Linked DNA regions of Mus musculus: all the other regions are linked to region 3. A link is a contact called in public promoter capture Hi-C data. All regions are on one chromosome and are shown on one strand. Each heading gives the region's core, a stretch centred on a gene start, on an enhancer-like site or on the middle of the called end of the contact. The rest is flanking DNA. Distances are from core to core; before and after follow the strand shown. Region 1 holds the start of Ap2m1 (adaptor-related protein complex 2, mu 1 subunit). Region 2 holds the start of Abcc5 (ATP-binding cassette, sub-family C (CFTR/MRP), member 5). Region 3 holds the start of Tbx1 (T-box 1).

What was found. Promoter capture Hi-C pulls out the DNA fragments that hold promoters and counts their contacts.
Region 1: a contact with region 3 is called in a promoter capture Hi-C map of cranial neural crest. The contact joins the promoter of Ap2m1 here to the promoter of Tbx1 in region 3. A contact is called at or near these places in 2 of 39 promoter capture datasets (cranial neural crest and maxillary cranial neural crest) and 1 of 115 datasets of contacts at active chromatin or transcription factors (embryonic forebrain).
Region 2: a contact with region 3 is called in a promoter capture Hi-C map of hippocampal neurons, with 4 times the contacts expected there. The contact joins the promoter of Abcc5 here to the promoter of Tbx1 in region 3. A contact is called at or near these places in 2 of 39 promoter capture datasets (cranial neural crest and hippocampal neurons) and 1 of 115 datasets of contacts at active chromatin or transcription factors (astrocytes).

What each region holds. Positions count from the first base shown.
Region 1 is chr16:20,533,821-20,536,743 of GRCm38.p6, reverse strand. It overlaps Ap2m1 (adaptor-related protein complex 2, mu 1 subunit), which reads right to left and starts at 1,264. Exons shown (of 12, transcript NM_009679.3): 1 at 1,143-1,264. Dvl3 (dishevelled segment polarity protein 3) reads right to left here. Exons shown (of 15, transcript NM_007889.3): 15 at 2,731-2,923.
Region 2 is chr16:20,425,107-20,427,806 of GRCm38.p6, reverse strand. Abcc5 (ATP-binding cassette, sub-family C (CFTR/MRP), member 5) reads left to right here and starts at 1,413. Exons shown (of 30, transcript NM_013790.2): 1 at 1,413-1,559.
Region 3 is chr16:18,585,698-18,588,397 of GRCm38.p6, reverse strand. It overlaps Tbx1 (T-box 1), which reads left to right and starts at 1,429. Exons shown (of 7, transcript NM_011532.2): 1 at 1,429-1,862. The coding sequence starts at 1,459.

The sequences.
Region 1 (2,923 bases), core at 15-2,514, 1.9 Mb before region 3:
ATGTAGTAGCATTAATCCTGCCATCTAAATTGTGTCTCCAAATCTGCCAAGTCAGTCACTTCTGGCCTGGTGTTTACCAAGCAATGGGCAGGGATAACAGAATGCCTCGACTGCCCAAATTATTTTGGTCAAAATTAAGGTAGAATATTTGAGTAACGGGGTTAATCTGGTTCTAGATTTCTGGATTAGTCCAGATATTAATTTCACTGAGGTTAGTTTAACAGACTTTTTGAAACTGAAAAGTTAACCCTTGAAGCCCAGTGACAAGTCCAAAGAAGGTGAGAAAGAAAATGCAAAATGGAGGTTGAGCGCTGAGCAAAGGACCAAGTCCACAGGTATCAACCTCGGGTGGGGGATGGTGTGTGTGACCTCGGGGGGGGGGGCGGTGTGTGTGTGTCCTGGACGAAAATGCAATATTTAGTTAAGGAAAGGGTTAGCTGGAATTGCTAGCAAAAGACCAGGATGACCCCAAAGCACCAAATACAGCTGTGGGAGTCCCTAAAGGTCTCCTATGGCAAAGGTCATAGGAGCTTGGGAGGAGCGAAAAACAGCGAAAAGAGATAGACAAGAAAAAGAGAAAGCTGAGAGACAGGGCCTACTCTTCTGTTAGTGAAGCATAGGGGGCTGGTGGAGTTTTTCTCAGCTGAGGGAGGAGAAGACATCTAGGCCCGGGAGATGTCACCACGGGATGCGGGGGCTGTCACAGGTCTGAGGTACAAGAGCCGTGGGGGTAAACCAGGAGGATGGAATCTCTCAGTGTTCGAGAGAGACCTGTCACTGTCCAAGGGAGTGGCACCAGGGGATGTCAATGTCCTGGGGGATGGGGAAATAGGAAACCCCGGGGTTGAGCGGTTGTCAGGATTCTAGGGATGGGGCGCCGCGCGGCGTCTCCCGCTCTAGGATTCCAGCCCTAGTCTCTTCCCGGAGACGCCTGGCGGGTCACTGGAAGGCGTTGCTCCCCGCCCTTGCTGCAATCGCGCCCAAGGCACCCCCGCCCGGTTGTCTACTCCCTCCCGGGTCTGAAGGCTGAGGCCACTCCCCGGTGCGGGCAGTTTTCCACCCAGCACCGTGCAGGGCAAGGCAGGCTACCACAGCACCCTCGTCGCCTGATAAGGACCTCTAAGTCAAGCCTCCCAGCTCACCTGGAGTCAGCAGCCCCCACAAGGCCGGCCTGGCCACTCTCGGATCCCAAGATGTCCGCCCGCCCCCAGCTCGCCTGTCTGCTGCCTCGGCTTTCACTGCAGTGCTCCCGCCCCACCCCGCCCCGATCGCAGCTGCGCCTGCGCGCTCGCCTCCAGCGGCGACTACAAGTCCCGTCAGTCCCCGCAGCTTTCAAGCTGACACATCTGAGCGCCCTAGGCTCAACAAAACTACAACTACCGACAGCCTTCAAGACAGAGAAGACGTCAGCTTTAGTGCGCCTTGCAAGCAACACGTGTCGTGATACACTCCAACCATTGTTTGCTTCACTGAGAATCACGGGAAGTGTAGTCTCTGCGACCCTTCCTGTTCCTAGTTAAGTGGGGTAGCTTTAAGAGACCAAAGCTATTTGTCGAAACCAATTGTAAATTTTGAATTACTATAGTCTTTTATTGTCTCCAGATTTCGAAGACTGGCTACTTTACAAACACAACTTGGCATAAGCTTGTTACTGCTGAATTTACTGTTTTTTTTTTTTTTTAAACACCACGTTTGATTCTCCCAAACGTGTGTGTGTGTGTTTTTATATATATATATAAAATTTATTTGTATGTATTTTATATATATTCTAGGATTGGACTGATCCCTTTCTCAGGGATAATTATCCAAACAGAAAAGCTGGGAAGGAAGACAGCTAAACGTTAATGTTTTCCTCAGCTAAATCTGTGACTGTGGTGTGATGGTGACGTATGCCGTTAATTCCAGAGTTCTGGAGGCAGAGGCAAGAGCATCTCTGTGAGTTTGAGGCCATCCTGGTCTAAATAGAGAGTTTCAAGACAGCCCAGGCTACATAAGAGACCCCTTTTGCCCTCTACTCCAGTTTAGTTGGGCATGGGATTTTAAAATCCCATTTCTCCTTTAATCCCAGCACTTGGGAGGCAGAGGCAGGAGAATTTCTGACTTCGAGGCCAGCCTGGTCTACAAAGTGAGTTCCAGGACAGCCAGGGCTACAGAAAAACCCTGTCTCGAAAAAAAAAAAAATCCCATTTCTCAACTGTGCAGTGGTGGCACATGCTTTTAATCTCAGCACTGGGGCGGGGGGGGGGGGGGGGGTAGAGGCAGGCAGCACTCTGAGTTCAAGGTCAGCCTGGTCTACAGATCAAGTTCCAGGACAGCCAGGGCTACAAAGAGAAACCCTGTCTCATAAAAACAAAAAAGGAGAGAAAAGATTTCCTATGATATCCAAACTGAGAGAATGAGGAAGAGCCAACCTGGACACAAACAGCTGTCTGATTATTGCCAAATCAGGAAAATTTGGTTTTTCTCTCAGGAGACAGAGACATCCTGCTGCCTAAACAGGCCAGAGACTTCTATGGCAGAAAGGAAGTGGGTGGGTGCTTAAATCTGGTTGCTAACCCTACTATTCCTAGCAATCTCCTTCTAAGTAGCGAAAACCCAAAAACTTCTAACTCCTGAACTATCATTCAAGGCTTCATATCTATCTTTGCAAAGGTTTTCTCTTCCCAATATACCCTAAAAGTTTGCTGGTTTAGAGTAAATTAATAATAATAATAATAATAATAATAATAATAATAATAATAATAGCTACCATTTATTGAGCACCTACTCTATTGTGTGCCAGGCACTGTGCTAGGCACTTTTCGTACAATATCTAATTCCTCACAACAACCCTGTGAGGTAGGTATTATTATCATCATTTTACATATGGGAGGACTGAGGCTCCAGAGAGGTTAAATAACTCTTTTACACAACCAAAAATGAG
Region 2 (2,700 bases), core at 164-2,663, 1.8 Mb before region 3:
CAGGATACGTGTACAACAAAGACCTGCTCCAGAGGAAGTCCTTATCCCTAAATCCTGATTGGTGGAAGAACTTGACACAGATGTTTGTGGATTTCAGACTTAAAAAGCTCTGTAGATTCTGGCTCGAGGTTGCAGTCAGCTCCTGAGTCTGGTCTTTGACCCTGATCAGTCAGTCCCAGGACATACGCTCCATAAACTATCCCTGTCTGCCTGAGATCAGTGTTTGGTGGTTTGTCTGGCGACTCCTTGACCCCAACAATATATATCTTAATTTTAAAATAGTGAAACATAATCAGCTTTTTGTTATTATGACAATATGACAAATACCGGAGAAAACATGAACTTAAAGGAGAAAATACTTATTTTGGCTCAGGTTTTTATCCATGGTGAACTGGTTTTGTTAGTGTGTGCTCGGCACAAGGCTGAACATCATGACAGGAAGGGGTAACACACATCTCTCAAAGGTATACTTCCAGGGACCAACTTCCTTTAACAAGCCTCCAAGTCCTCATATTCTACTAGCTTCTAATAGTGACATGGAACAATCAGTCAATATTAAACCGTTCATTAACTCAGAGTCTTCATGATCCAACTTCCTGAAAGCCCAGCTCTGAACACTGCCTATCTTCCTGAGCTTTCTGTGTGTCAAATATACATCCTGTCAATAAGTCCAGCTTTATGACATTAGTGTTCACAGTAGCTAACTAGGTAGTTGTATGATGGACAATCCAGTTTACTTTCTTTTTAAATCCCTTAAATGGGTAACCATAAACAAGCCCCGGGTAGTTTAAAGGTTGGGAGGCATGCAATAGAGTAGTCTTTATATTATGATACTAAAATAGATAAAATAGAAAAAATAAAACGACTAATGCCTCGGGAGCTTTACATTTATTTATAAAAATAGATTGATTAGTTAGTATATCATTTTGACATCCCTTGTCACTTTGGAAATTGCGATTCTGGCATTTCACTACTTAGAAGTCAAGAAGCTGAGATAGATGGGTAAGAGAAAAGATCCAAAGGTACCATTCATGCAGAACGTGGAGGACTCATGCACCCATTAAGTGACACCACAGCTAAGAGTTGGGGCTGGACAGAAGCAGGCTATGATGACCTTCACGATGTTTTCTGGCACGTGGAACCGCCGCATAGATTTGGAAGTTCCTGACTTTGAACCTCTGGCTGTCAGAGAATACAGCGCCACCGGCTACCCCGACCCGCCTGCCCAGCCCCCGTGACTAAGGCAGAGAAGGTTCCAGACTGGGCATCAGAAACCGGGGAAGGATGGGGCAGCACGAGATGCGCGCGGGTACTGTGAGCAGCCTGCACCCCATCCCGGGCACCAGCGGTGCTTCTGGGAAACGTAGTCTTTTGCGGTGTGCGGCGCTGGGGGCTGCCGGATGAGGGACTACGATTCCCTTCGGTCTTGCGCAAGCTTTGTGCATCGCGCTTGCGCGTTGTGGGGGACTATGCCGCTATAAAGGCTTGTTTTGCTCAGGGTCCGATGTTCGCGAGCGTGCCCGGGCTGTTTGCTCTCGTGTGGGGAGGCTGGGGTGCAGGTAGGTGACGGTTCACGCCTTTTTCATGCAGTGTCGGAGGCTGTCACGGGCTCACTTCTTTGGGCTCTCCAAGGCGGGGTGGGCGGTGGGAAGCCTCGGACGGGAGAAACGGGGCCTGTCTCGTTCCGATCTCGCGCGGTCCCCGGCTTGTTGGCGACCTCGCGGGCTGTGCGGAGGTCTAGATGTTAGAAGGCAGGAGGGGAGGTTTGATGGGTGGTCACGGCCGGCTCCACTCTCCGCGCGGCCACCAGGGGGAGCTGCGTTCGCTGTGGGTGGGTCGTGGAGCCTGTGCTCGCAGGCCCGGGGCTGGCATGGGAACGCCCTAGGGCCGGGTGGCGGAGCTGTCCAGAGAGAAGCCCCAACCTCCCTCCGGGACTGGAGGCTGTCAGCCACTTACTACGTAAGTCATTATCTATGTTTTGTTTTGTTTTTTGTTTGTTTGTTTTGCTACTGGTATGTGGAGGTACGTGGCATCAGCACACACAGCGAAGCCGAGGTAGAGATGGGAGCCTAGATCTTCTGTCACCAGTGTCCTTTTCGGTGCTGACACGCAAAGGAGCTAGTGGCTTTGTGTTTATAACACCTGGATTTGGTGTTTTCGTACAGATGTGGGAGTCTCGATGCAGGTGGGCACAGGAATGACCGGGGAAGTCTTGAGTTCCGAAGGGAGAAATGGATGGGTTTTACTGGGGTCTCTGGAGTAAGTGACAGGTGAGGGAGCTTGGAGGCACAGGTGGGCCCTGGGGGAGAGGTGGGGGGGGCGTGATAAGTGGTTCAGCTTCCTTGTAGCTTCCAGTAGCTTCCAGTAGCTGCAGGGCCTGAAGGAGCTTCCTGAGGCGCCTAAAACCTGAGAGATGTTGCGATAACAGAACTTGGAAACACCAACCTGGTTAGTTACAGTTCTCCAGGCCTACACAATGCCCCTCCCCCCTGCAGAATCGTCACATCCACCCCTCTTCACTGGAAAGAGAATTTTAGAGCAAAACCAGGTGGCCCCCAACCCTGTCAGTTTTGAGTCGGGGTACTAATGTGAGAGTCCCCACTTTGTTTATTCTTCTTTCTCCCTTTATAGTGCTGGCTTAAACCAAAATATGCCAGGTTTTCCTAGTCCTGATACACACACCCTTTCCTTTGGATTTGG
Region 3 (2,700 bases), core at 180-2,679:
CAAGGCAGGAGGGCCCTGAATTTCCAGGGTGCTCCAAATGTTCGGACTCCTGGGCTAATATTGGCTGAAAATGGGGGGGGTCTCATGACGCCATAATCCCTTGGGCCCTGGACCGGCGGCTGTGAGTGGCACCACAGGCCCCCGCCCCCGGGCCCCCTGCGCTGGGCTGGGCGCGGTGCGGCTGGGCGTACGCAGTCGGAGGCGGCGCCGGTCAGGCCCGGGCGCCTATGGACGCGCGGAGCCCGCTGTCTGCCCGGGCCAGCGCGTTCAGCATCGCCTCTCTTGTTGCAGCCGAGGCCTCGGAGGGCACCGCCCACCGGGGCCCCAGGCCCTCGGACCGGGCGAAACTTCGCCGGCTACCAGGATCCCCAGCCGGGATGCACTTCAGCACAGTCACCAGGGACATGGAAGGTGAGCCCTTCTGTCCGCGTCTATACTGTCAGGCCGCCCGCCAGTCCCCTGCTGTGAGGCCCTGCGGCCCAGCGGGTGGGAAGGAGCTCTAGGCCGGGTGGGCTCCAACCTTGAAGCTGGGACTCTGGGACAGGAAGAAAGGGCGGCATTCCCCAAAGTCAGTCCACCCACCATCCTAGGACTCCAACTTCTGGGATTGAGCAGTCTTCTGAAGTCTGAAGAAGGGGCGCCTTTGAGCTGGAAGAAGCAAAGATGGTTAGAGAAGAGTCAGGGAACGCAGTAAAAGGAGGGGGCGGGGGAACAAAAACAAACAAACAAACAACAACAACAACAACAAAAACCAAAAATACAAATCAATGAGAGCAGCCAAGAGGGGAAAAAAAAGGAGAAAACAGAAAATATGACAAAGGTGAGAAAGGCAGATACACGCAAAGGAAATAAAGATAACGAAAGAGAAAATGAAGGATAGGATAGCTTGAGACAGAAATGTAACTTCATTAAAGAACAAGAGAAAGGCTGAAGATTCATTTACGATTGAAAGGGCAAAGACGAATAGTAGAGAACACACAAAAATAAGAGGAAGAAGTTAGACGGAAGGGAAGACATGAAAATTTGAAATTGGAGAGAGTGACACCGAGAAAAGAGAGAGGCAGGGGGTTTAAGAAGAAGCTGGAGCGAGAGAAAGGAGACAGAATGTGAGAAGTTGAAACCAGGGACACAAAAGGTAGAGGAAGAAGAACTTGGGGAGCGTCTGGCACAGAAGAAAAGCCAGAGCGCGCTGGCGGCGGGGAGGGCCGCGCACCGGCCCGTCGTCCCCGGAGCCGGTCGGAGCGGTCGGGGGGCCCGGGCCCGCGGAGCCTCGGCGGGGGAGGGGCGGGGGGAGGGGCACGGGCTATTGTCTCGGCGGGGCGGGGCGGGGCGGGGCGGCTCCGCGGGGCCGGCCCGCGGGGTGGGGCGGTGCGGCCCGGGGCGCGTGCGGCGCAGCGCCCGCCACTCGGCCCGCCGCGCGGGACGGCGCTCTGATCAGCGGCGGGTGGCCTTCGGGTCATGATCTCCGCCGTGTCTAGTCCGTGGCTCACGCAGCTCTCGCACTTCTGCGACGTTGCAGCCTTCGCAGCCAGCAGTCTGAGCGGCCTGGGATCCCCGTCGCCTGGCGCCGACCCGTTCGGCCCTCGCGAGCCGCCGCCACCGCGCTACGATCCGTGCGCTGCAGTCCCCGGTGCCCCGGGCCCGCCGCCGCCGCGCGCCTATCCTTTCGCGCCCGCCCCCGGGGCGGCTGGCAGCTCGGCGGCGGAGTCCGAGGGTCCGGGGGCTAGCCGCGCGGCTGCGGTCAAGGCTCCGGTGAAGAAGAACCCGAAGGTGGCCAGCGTGAGCGTGCAGCTGGAGATGAAGGCGCTGTGGGACGAGTTCAATCAGCTGGGCACCGAGATGATCGTCACCAAGGCAGGCAGGTCAGGCGCCCCTTCCCCGCGCCCCTGTCCACGTGCGTTCTGTGCCTCTGACTGCGTGTCAGGGATGCGCAGGAGCCCGGCTGAAAAGCGGATGAAGGTGCAGCGGGGCCACCTGCGAGTCCTTCTGGCCTCTCTGCTGACCCGGCTCCAGCGACAACCCGCGGAGCGCCAACCGCGAGTCCTGGGACTCTTCGAATTCGAGGGAAATCTTTGGGCCGAATGTGCGCCCGACTGCGGCGGTTAGGCAGCTGCCACCTAGGAAACTCCCGCGTGGGTTTCGTTCAGTATGTAGGGCAATCCAAAGAGCAAACATCCCCTAGGTGTATGGATAATTTTAGGAAAGAGTTAAGACCCTTAAAAGCCATTGCGCTCATTTTCCGGGAACTCGAGACCTGGTTTTCCTGGGCCTCAATTTTGGCCGCTTGTGGGCCCGGTTCTTCACAAGCCTGGCAGGGTATCCGTGCCAGTGCCTGGTTATTTGTTTTCAGGGCCGAGAGGGAAAAAGGAACAATTGCAGATGCTCCCGATTTGACCAGTAGACAAAGGCGGGTGCTGGGTTGTGTCTAATGTACACACCAGCTCCGTGGCCAAGGAGGCTCAGGGCCTGTTTGCAAAGCCTTCTCGAGGTTTCTGTTTCCCTGCTGTGCAGCCCTCCCTGGGGAACTTAGGCCTGTCCTTAGCTGCTGCTCTGTGGATTTTCTCCAGGCTCTTTAGCTGTCCATACCACCCAACACAGCCTCCTGAAGACAACAGCGGCTTGGCCTTCTGGTCCGGGCAGGCAAACGAGGGCCGTGAATGTCACTGGAGGGATTTAGAGGAGAGGGAGGAAATAGGAAAA